3 separate regions of the Triticum aestivum genome follow, and regions 2 and 3 are each linked to region 1. A link is a contact called in public Hi-C data. All regions are on one chromosome and are shown on one strand. Each heading gives the region's core, a stretch centred on a gene start, on an enhancer-like site or on the middle of the called end of the contact. The rest is flanking DNA. Distances are from core to core; before and after follow the strand shown. Region 1 has its middle 44 kb from the start of LOC123141746. Region 2 holds the start of LOC123145385 (homeobox-leucine zipper protein HOX16). Region 3 has its middle 23 kb from the start of LOC123145384.

Region 1 (3,320 bases), core at 91-2,590:
CCATGAGAAGAGTATTTATACGCTTGGCTTTGCTTTTGCGGTTGGCTTTGGCAAGTCCCATCAGTGCCATCGCCATTGCACCCCTCCTTTTGAGCAAGCTCACAGAGTCCACCTTGACTCTCCACTCAGGAGATTCACCTCACCACCACCATTTGCGACGCAATGCAGCACAGTTGGGAGCACTTGCAGACGCTTTGAGATGCAAAAGACGTCACTGTTGCTTCACAGCTAAGCAAATACTCTAGAAAATTTTGATCCTATTCCTTCTTTTAAGCGAGCAGGGGGGCATCGAGGATAAGTTTGTTCCTCTGTTGCTTCTTCTTTCCCACTTAGTCTTGACTGATCACTGTCACCAAAGTAGTGAATAGGAATAACAAGATAGCCCTCTGGTTCCTTTGGCTCTCAGTTGGGCCCTCCTCCGTTTTGATCAAGTCACTCTCCCAAGCAAAAGGTGACCAGTTCACTCTTATCTTCCACCAACGTGCAACGTTTCACTGAGGTTTCTACGTAGCATCGATATCGATCGAGAGGCCCAGCTAGCAGCTGGCGGTGGGTGCTGCCAACCTAGCACCCACAATTCACAGGACAGGCACAGACACAACCCACAGCCACAGAAACATTACGCGCCGCTCATCGACTGACGCAACGCAACGAAATCCCGAGCCACGGTTTCACCGTACGCGTACGTGTGGTGGTCGCCGCTCCGAACACCTTCCCGCGAGCATGTGCCTCTGTTTGTTGCTGGGGCTCGCCCGCTAATAATGGAAGCGTCGATCGGCAGCGGGATCACTGGCATGCATGGCAGGGGCTGGTGGTGCTCTGACCACCTCGCTCGACATGGACTCGTCGGTTTCCCCCCTCTTTTCCTCGCCGGTGCGCCGGGCACCAGACGGGCGACTTTCACCCCAGCTTTCCTTTCGACGTCGGGTCGGTTTGCGCTTCGGGAATGGGCGCGGTGATCCGGCACGATCGCGCGCGATAGCCCACTCCGTTTTGCCCGATTCTGCTTCCGATTTTTTCCGTTTGAGCTTTCCTTTAACGGACACCAAGCCACTCAGACCAGCAGGTACTCGAGCAGGACAGGGGTTATTACTTTTTTTTTTTGCGGGGAACAGGGGTTATTACTGACGGCGACGATTAGATTGATTGTTTTGTAGGCGATTTTTTAGGCGAATTAGGTTGCTGATGCGTGTACTTAGTAGTACTACTACACAACACAAGCCTGGCCGATCGAGCATCTCGTCTGACGGAGGAGAAAAAAATACTAATGCTACTAGTACTACGAGCGAGAGAGACCGTGCATGAGATGAGCAGAAGGAATCGTCAGCGAGCACGCTGCCTGCCAGCCAGCGCCTATCTCTATCTGTACACGTTGACGCGTAGCGTATATGCACACAAGCGTGTAGCTTGCATTGGTTGGGCGTGAGCGAAATATCTACCTGCTCCAATGGATCCGGATTGGATTCCCTGTCGGCCTCATGCATGTGCCTCCATCGACCATGTATTTTAGGGTAGGCGCAGATGCAATGCCCTGGGACGACGAGCGCATGTGAGCGGCAATTTAGAGAGATGGAGGGGGACCGGCCAGCCGATCGAGCTGCTGGCCCGGGTCAATGGAGGTGCTCTCTGTGCCTGCGTCGCCGCAGTGGCACGGTGCCCGCCGCACCACATGACACGGGACGGGACTAGGGCTGGATTCGATGGGTGGGGGTGGCTAGTGCCCTTGGATGTGATGTGAATGTGCACGCACACACGGAGGAAATAGATATGCTACTGCAGCTCGTCCACGGAGCAACATATGCATGTAGCAACCTGGTCGGGGACAGTCGACCCTTCATGGAATCATGCTGCAGCGACCCAGGCCGGGAGTGCCGCTCGTACGGTTTTCATTTCGTCTTGTCGTTCTACAATTCTCATCGGCATACGGCGAAGTTTAACCTATAAATTTTGCATGCACATCCATCTCAAAAAATTTAAATTACATGCACGCACTTGTATCTTACCTTTACGTGCACGACTGTTTTCATCTTTTTCAACTTAAACATTGTGCTTCTCAGTCGCATATACGACTATAGGGTTCAGATGTACCTGCATCCAGAAAAATTTGGCCCATACCCTGCAGATAGACTAGGTATAGAAATGGAGAATCCCATTTTCTATCATCCTTCCGTCACCTCAACCATATAACAAAACGGTATGCCGCATTTGATTTGTGTGCTACTTTTTATAGATATCTGACCTGATGTATGCCCATATCTTCTAGTATTCTCCATCCTCCTCTCTTCTCCATTGTATCTATCCAACGGCATAGATCCCTAGAATTAGGGCTCCACGGTTCTCACAAATATTATCCCAAGAGAGACACCGACGGCTGACGTGATATATATGGTGATAGCGCGCGCATAACTTGTTGAAAGCCCATGCACCACCTTTCAAACAGAGCACCATTTCAAACCCAAGTTGAGTAACTGACAAAGTGGTGGCGACTTGTTTAATCCCACTCACGACTGAGCTAATCAGCCTAGGTTAGCGGCGATAATGTATGTGTAGCATTACTCTCATGCGTGCGTGTTCCAATCCGCTGGTAGTATGCGTAGCTGCGTGTTTTTTCGCTCTACTAGACCGGAGTCGCTTTCACTCGCCGGCGCTGTCGCCCTCACCCTCGCCCTTCCTTTCGTTGGTAGTACATGCATGCACTAATCAGCCTAGAGTTTTTCTTTTTGAACTGCGCTAATCAGCCTAGGTTTGCGGCGATAAGAGAGGTTAATTACTACATTAACCAACAGATTCCGGGCTCAAAGCACCACGCGTGCGCGCCCCCTTGGCCATGGACGGTGACGGTGAGAGACGCGCGACCCGACCCGATCCTCCTTTGCGTATATGAAAAGCGCACTCAAGTATGGTACTCCTATCCTAGTATATCGCGGCGCCGATCGACTGCACCTGCATCAGTGTAGTGTAAAAAATACTCTTATATTATGGAAAGATGATCTATCTGTGTAGTCCACGGTGCGAGTCCTCTCCCTGTCTTGGTTGGCTCGAGCAGCGTAGTTAACCCCGATGCCGATTGACGCGAACCCCGGCGCTGTGATTGGCCTCCTTGGATCGACCTGGATGCGTGCGAGCGATGTGCAATGATGATCAGTTGGCCTTGTTTGCCCGTGTGTAATCCAAGAATCACGTTGTGTCGGAGTGGCTTATTAGCTTGAGTCTTGGTCTGTATGGGGATACACTGTTGGTGCGTTAGCTTGAGTCTTGGTCTGTATGGGGTTGGGAATGGCACTTTTTGTGCAAATTTACGGGTTGAAAAACGGGGGCAA
Region 2 (3,580 bases), core at 157-2,656, 150 kb after region 1:
AGATGGTCCAGGTGGGGACGCGTCCTATGTGGCGGACTGACCGGGCACGTCCGCGAGCCCTCATATCCTCCCCATATTTCAGATGGATATGAGGGTTCGCGGACAGCCCGGGCGTATAGGGATGATATGAGGAGTCCGGTTGGGTCAACTTTTTGCTACTTTTTGCATCTCTCTCCTGTCTGGTCAGTGGTACCCGCGCCCGCCCGGTCAATTTGAGAAGTCCGACTGTAGATGCTCTAAGGGGGGAAACACCCTGAAGTGCAGACCAAGGCTCAAATAGCTAATTGTTTTGGAATTGTAGTTGAATACGTAACAGGCTTTGCTCTGTGGTTCTTCGACGACAAGGAACATGTGTTTGGTTTCTTGAGCAACTACTACATTGCCCATCATCAAAGTAAGGGAAAGGGGGTGACCCAGGTTCGAATAACATATATGTCGTGTTAGGATCTGACGAAACGCTTTAATGAGAAGAGAATCGACATTGACGCCACCAAAATTGATACTACTAGATCCATATAGAAGTTAGAGCATGTCGTTCAAATCTTAAATAACTAAAAAATGAGAGAGAAAGAGAGAGATTTTGTAATTAAGGTACTTATTTAGCTAAACATAATTGATAGATAGTCCCAACAATGAAAAAAAATAGATTGAATGCACAAGCTACACAAACCTTAGACTCTAGCAATGGGGTGAATACCGATAATGCTAGACCTACGAACCCGCTACAAACTCCCTACGTAAACTTCCAATCTACTCTTCTCGCCCCCCCCCCCCCCCCCCCCTAATTTCAGTGGGTGGGCCATGTCGCTCCTCCCCGGTCCAATAATACTGATCCACGTTGCTGCTTACGTAAAACACGTAACAAAAATTACGTAGGTCTAACATTACCCGGATGAATACGACCTCATGCTGGTATATTCAACATATTTATCCCTAATCTTCACCACACGAAAATTTGATTCGCTGGCATGCCTCTATTGGTGACTGTGGGTGCCCATATACTTGCGTACGCACGAGCGTGTGTCTTTTTTATTATCACAAGAATAAACTCAACACATGAGAAAAAAACATGGTTCCATCCACAAAAGATCTTGATAGCATAGAGAGCCTTCTCCAACCTCCACACCATGTAAGGTCTTTTCCGGAAGGGAAAAAGAGCACACTGTAAGTTCTAGGTTTCGACATGAAAAGAGAAAAACACCTTGTAATTCCTATAACTAGGAGCACACTTTTTTTACCTTTGAGAGCAAAAGATCACATCAGAATATCAAGATCAGACACCCGGCGTCCAGCTCCGTTGGTTCCGTCTCGATCCTCCGCCAATTCGTCCCACCCACCGCTGCCACCAAGGGACAAACTCGTCAATCCACACCGCCCCGGCGCCTATAAGAAGCCTCCTCCCCATTTCTTCAAACTTTAGCCGATCAGTATCCTCCACAAGAAAAAAAATACTATAAGCGCAATAGAAAAATAGTGATCCCTCAATAAGAAAATCAAGAAAAGATTTCCTTTTCTTCTTGGGCTCCCTTCCACCACCAACCTCTTCTCCGGCCGGCCGAGTTGTCCCGCTCCGGCTGCGTCTTCTCCGGCGAGAGGTGTAGCTAGGTTGCCTGCTCTTCCTTTGAGCGGTCTCCTCCCGGCAGGGCTGAGGAGATCTCTCGGGACCTCGGGACTGGGGCGTGTATGATGGGGATTTCGCTTATGCCGATGAAGACGCCCACGCGGCTTCTGTGGAGCACCAGCTTCTTCCGCCACAAGCTCGCCGCCATGATCGCCTCCTCGTCCTGCTTCTTATAAGAGCCCCTCCGCCGCGCAGCAGCTGTATATATACGTCTTTTTCATTTGATTCCGCCCCCCGTTCGATCGACAACCAACCAAGGCAACTTCTTGAAGCTTTCTCTGCGATGGAGCCCGGCCGGCTCATCTTCAACACGTCGGGCTCCGGCAACGGACAGATGCTCTTCATGGACTGCGGCGCCGGCGGCATCGCCGGCGCGGCCGGCATGTTCCATCGAGGTATTATATTCTCATCCACTACTAGTTTTCTCGATCCCGGTTGTTTGGTTCGTTAGTAGGTCTCGCCTTCTTGATTGTGTGGAGAGTGGAGAGTGATTGGTGTACTGATTGGGGTTGCCATGTTTGAGTGATGAAGGGGTGAGACCGGTCCTCGGCGGCATGGAAGAAGGGCGCGGCGTGAAGCGGCCCTTCTTCACCTCGCCGGATGACATGCTCGAGGAGGAGTACTACGACGAGCAGCTCCCGGAGAAGAAGCGGCGCCTCACCCCGGAGCAGGTGACAATTCGCTGCTACAGTGGTGAAGATGATGCTCTGTTCATCCGAATTAATTCTGATGGTGCATGCGCGCCACGCGTACGTGTATAGGTCCACCTGCTGGAGAGGAGCTTCGAGGAGGAGAATAAGCTGGAGCCGGAGAGGAAGACGGAGCTGGCCCGCAAGCTCGGGCTGCAGCCACGCCAGGTGGCCGTCTGGTTCCAGAACCGCCGCGCCCGGTGGAAGACAAAGACGCTGGAGCGCGACTTCGACCGCCTCAAGGCGTCCTTCGACGCCCTCCGGGCCGACCACGACGCCCTCCTCCAGGACAACCACCGGCTCCGGTCACAGGTAAATAATCGAAGTCAACAACCACGCTTCATCACCGGCCGGGCACCGGGGCTTCCGCCGCTGAGTTTGATTTGGGAGATCCATCCATCTTTGTGCCGTCAGGTGGTAACGTTGACCGAGAAGATGCAAGATAAGGAGGCGCCGGAAGGCAGCTTCGGTGCAGCCGTCGACGCCTTGGAGCCGGAGCAGGCGGCGGCGGAGGCGAAGGCTTCCTTGGCCAACGCCGAGGAACATGCCGCGGCAGCGGAGGCGTTCGAGGTGGTGCAGCAGCAGCTGCATGTGAAGGACGAGGAGAGGCTGAGCCCGGGGAGCGGCGGGAGCGCGGTGCTGGACGCGAGGGACGCGCTGCTCGGGAGCGGATGCGGTCTCGCCGGCGTGGTGGACAGCAGCGTGGACTCGTACTGCTTCCCGGGGGGCGCCGGCGGCGACGAGTACCACGAGTGCGTGATGGGCCCCGTGGCGGGCGGCATCCAGTCGGAGGAGGACGACGGCGCGGGCAGCGACGAGGGCTGCAGCTACTACCCCGACGACGCCGCCGTCTTCTTCGCCGCCGCGCAAGGGCACGGCCACCATCACACGGACGACGACGATCAGCAGGACGACGGCCAGATCAGCTACTGGATGTGGAACTAGGCTCGCGCACGCATCAAGAAGCGTGCGTGCGTGCGCCGTGGAATCGATCAATTTCGGAGTATATCAGTAAAAGAAATCGTGGCGTTTTGTTTTCTCTCCTTGTATGCTTCCCGCTGTAATCTTGGGTCACTACGATCGACCAAGTTGTATGCATATGCATTGTACTACGAGTTAGGGTAATACATCGGTGGTAAAATCTGTCGTGATGTACGGGAAATAAGTGAACGGAGTCAGAGCCTCATTCTTATGGCACAGTACATCATGTCAAATGAGATTTTTAATCATCTACTGCTAATGTCGTGTGAGTTTTGCAAGATCAAAAGCT
Region 3 (3,426 bases), core at 207-2,706, 220 kb after region 1:
TTCACGCCGGCTTCACCCACCTTTCGCCAGGATTTTCCCTAGAATATCAGAGTCAGCTTACCCAGGCTGTACTTAATTAGGAGCAGACACACAAACATGAGTACTTCTGTAAGTGGTAAATAATACTCCCTCCGTTCCAAAATGTATATATATGGAGTAACAAAGTGCATGCGGAAGCCTAATTCTTTTGCACCTGTTGATGAATTGTTGTTATGCGTTGAATTGGCATCAAGCTAGCTAGCCCATGACCGGATTATCTCAGGGATAAACTAAGTGTCCTCACGAGCATGAGTGGTTAATTGGCCAAGTCTAACAGGCACATGACAAGAGCATTTCTCCCTAGCGTGGCCTTGATAGATTGGACGCGGGAGCACCTTTTGTCCTGCGCAGCCCCCACTCACAAAGCAAAGCCAAGATTCCACCTCTCCTCGACGGGGACGTCGCATGCAGGAAAGAGTACAGGTGCTACCAAAGCTAGCGCTCGTAATGGCGTGTCAATGTGTGCCATACACCGGGTCGGTCGTGCTGCTGCTCTATTTTTGCTTATCTTTTGTGCGCTCCTCGCTTTGGAAGAGAAAAATCTAGCTAGCCTGGGGATGTAGGTTGGCCTCAGGGTCGATCCGAAAGCATCTGCCGCGGTCGCGATCGGTCGTGTCCGTGTCGCGGGAAGAAAGGAAGAGAAGGAAGGGGAAATGAAATTCATTTCTGACGGCGACTGGAAATACGGCAGGGCGGCAAGCGAAGCGTCTGCTGGCTAGGAAATTCATACTGCGCGTATCAGAAATTCAGACCGGGCAGGAGGGGGACAGGCTATCTAGCGCGGTGATTTGTGTGCATGAAAATTGAAGCGCGGCTGGGCTGAGTCGGACGTGGATTGGTACGGCTGTGGTGGGTGATAAGCGATCTCTTGATTACGTGATGTGTTGTTGGTGTCGTTGTGTGGACGGACGTGGGAAGGGGCAGATGTGATGAGATGAGATGATGAGACGAGGCGACCGGAGCGGCAAGAGAAGAAAAACTTGCTTGCATCCTCGGGCTGTCGAGGTTTCCAAGTCGTATTCCCACCAGTGCAGTTTTGGCGCATTGCCGCGCCGCGCTCGCTGTCCGCCTGGCGTGCGGTGGCAACGCAGGCAGGATCATTCATCATCCCGTGGACGCAACCGCGCGCGCCGGCAGCCGCAGCGGCGCGTCGTGCCGGTGAAAGACAGATCGGTAGAAGTGAAAACGTTTTCTAGTCTCTACTACCAGTGCTCTACCAATGGTGGTAGTTTGGGCTGGTGGTAGGTGCGGAGCGTGTCGTGGTTCGCAGCGAATCGGGTGACGAAAGCGAAGCGGCACCCAGAGCCAGAGCCATGGGGTCCGGCGGGCGGAGCAACAGGAGCAGATGGTGGGGGCTTGGATCGAGTGGGCCAGCATCCAGCAAGCAAGCGGTGCGTAGGCCGATCGGCGCTTTCCACCAGGGCTGCTTCGCCCATGTTCCGTGTCCCCCCATCCGACGCCCGCACCTGCGTAGGCCGGTCCAGCCTCGCATTGCATCGCTGGCTGCACCGAGCCCCGGACGCCGCAGTGGCGGCCCCATGAGCCCGCCCCCGTGCCGTGTGATGTGATGTGATCTGACCCAACCACCCCACGTTTCGGACTCCGATCATCCACCACCACCGCACGCGTGGTCTGTCTCTCGCCGCTTCTTCACGCACTGTTCTACCACCTTCCCTGCGAAAACTGTTTCGTCGGGAGGAGCCCATCTTTCCAACGGCTGACCTACAGCCAAGCCCATGCGGACAAAATTTCTGTTCTAACCTTTTTGCCAAACTTAATCACAAATTAACCTCATTTTGAAAAGAATTTCGTATTTGACTTTTTTTGGTGACGCCAACATCTATGACGTTTGGATTGCACAGGAGACGCCAGAGTTCCTGGCGTTTGCTTCGTAGCCCATATCCAGCTGGTCAGCTGGCGTTTGTCTCCTACGTGACAGATGTCCGATCTCCCACAAAGTTCCCCTGGTTTTCTGTCGGTTTACGGGAGAACTGATGCGTGGACCGGTCCGCAGACTAATAAGGACTCGTTGGATGGCTTCCAGCATCCGAACAGTTTGATCCAGACATTTGCAGACGATTTGATGGTCCGCATGAGACATGCCCTAAATATTAACATTCACTTATGCATAGATGGTTTTGGACCTGGTCCGTACCGGGCCGAGTAGCTCAACAGGTATGCAGAGATTTGTGAAGGATGTGTTATAGCTAGCGCTCTCTGAAACCATCGTACTTGATTTTTGAGATGGATCGATTTGTCTACGTAACTTAGCATTCCACAGTGTGAATTACAGCTTGCAAATGTTAAACAATTTACTTGTTGTAGAGATCTTGATCCAACACTACACCGGCAATGGTAAACAATTTCAGTGGTCAAACACCTAGCTTAATGGCGTGTCCTTCCTGTCCCAAACGCCGGGATGCATGGCGTTTCCATCTACGCCCAGACGCCATGAAGCTTGGCGTTTCGACCTTCCACGTCAGCTGACCAGCTGGATATGGGCTACGAAGCAAACGCCAGGAACTCTGGCGTCTCCTGTGCAATCCAAACGCCGTAGATGTTGGCGTCGCCAAAAAAGGTCAAATACGAAATTCTTTTCAAAACGAGGTTAATTTGTGATTAAGTTTGGCAAAAAGGTTAGAACAGAAATTTTGTCCTGCCCATGCCTTGTTCTCTTCTCGTACTACTCCTACTGCTGGAAAGATGGCTCTTATCATCACCATCAATAGTCCACCTTGAGGCAGCCCTTTTCTTTTCTTTTTTAGGTTTTTTATACCAGTTTTTTTGGGGGGAGCTGGAGGCAGCTTTTTTTTTTTTTGAGTTTTTTGGGGGAGCTGGAGGCAGCTTTGCTTCGACAAATTCGAATGCCTTATATTTGTCTCTGCTAGTAGGCCAGGCCCATCCTCAGACTCCACCGGTCTTCTTTAACTATCCATTTGCAAGCCATAATAGGCTCAGGATGGGAATGGCCGGCCTGCTCCAGCCCAGACTTGGTCCTTGCTGGCACCTCTGTTCTGTTCAGCGGCATGGACCCGGCCCAATGGTCCAATACCAAGTGGCTTCTTGTTTTGTTGGACAACATGGTCAGACCCATTTTAATAAACTATCCGTCTAAAATATAAGATCATTTTTGACACTATGATCCATCCGTCCCAAAGTATAAGATCATTTTTTACACTATCATAGTGTGATAAATGGTCCTATATTTTGGGACGGAGGGAGTACAAAATTGCACAAGAACGAGAAGCATTCGCACAACAACATTGTTTAAAGTAGCATCGTTTAGCCGAAGAGAATTTTAGCAAGTTATTAAGATATTTAAAATCTATTTGTTCAAATAAAACAAAGAAACATAGGCAACTTGTTTCTATTTCTACCATGGATCAT

What was found. A called contact is a pair of places that touch in the nucleus more often than the background predicts.
Region 2: a contact with region 1 is called in a Hi-C map of leaf, with 4 times the contacts expected there. The contact joins the promoter of LOC123145385 here to the enhancer-like site in region 1. A contact is called at or near these places in 2 of 5 Hi-C or Micro-C datasets (both in leaf) and 1 of 1 datasets of contacts at active chromatin or transcription factors (leaf).
Region 3: a contact with region 1 is called in a Hi-C map of leaf, with 4 times the contacts expected there. The contact joins two enhancer-like sites. A contact is called at or near these places in 2 of 5 Hi-C or Micro-C datasets (both in leaf).

What each region holds. Positions count from the first base shown.
Region 1 is chr6D:402,356,886-402,360,205 of IWGSC CS RefSeq v2.1, reverse strand. No RefSeq gene overlaps it. Among protein-coding and RNA genes, the nearest start is that of LOC123141746, 44 kb to the left of the region's middle. Within about 2 kb of position 1,340, at least 5 of the 8 cell types and tissues checked have an H3K27ac peak or open chromatin away from gene starts, as enhancers often do. A contact at or near this core is called in leaf, where this site is marked.
Region 2 is chr6D:402,206,111-402,209,690 of IWGSC CS RefSeq v2.1, reverse strand. It overlaps LOC123145385 (homeobox-leucine zipper protein HOX16), which reads left to right and starts at 1,406. Exons shown (of 4, transcript XM_044564787.1): 1 at 1,406-2,016; 2 at 2,153-2,292; 3 at 2,383-2,622; 4 at 2,725-3,543. The coding sequence starts at 1,905. The coding sequence ends at 3,255.
Region 3 is chr6D:402,134,596-402,138,021 of IWGSC CS RefSeq v2.1, reverse strand. No RefSeq gene overlaps it. Among protein-coding and RNA genes, the nearest start is that of LOC123145384, 23 kb to the right of the region's middle. Within about 2 kb of position 1,456, at least 7 of the 8 cell types and tissues checked have an H3K27ac peak or open chromatin away from gene starts, as enhancers often do. A contact at or near this core is called in leaf, where this site is marked.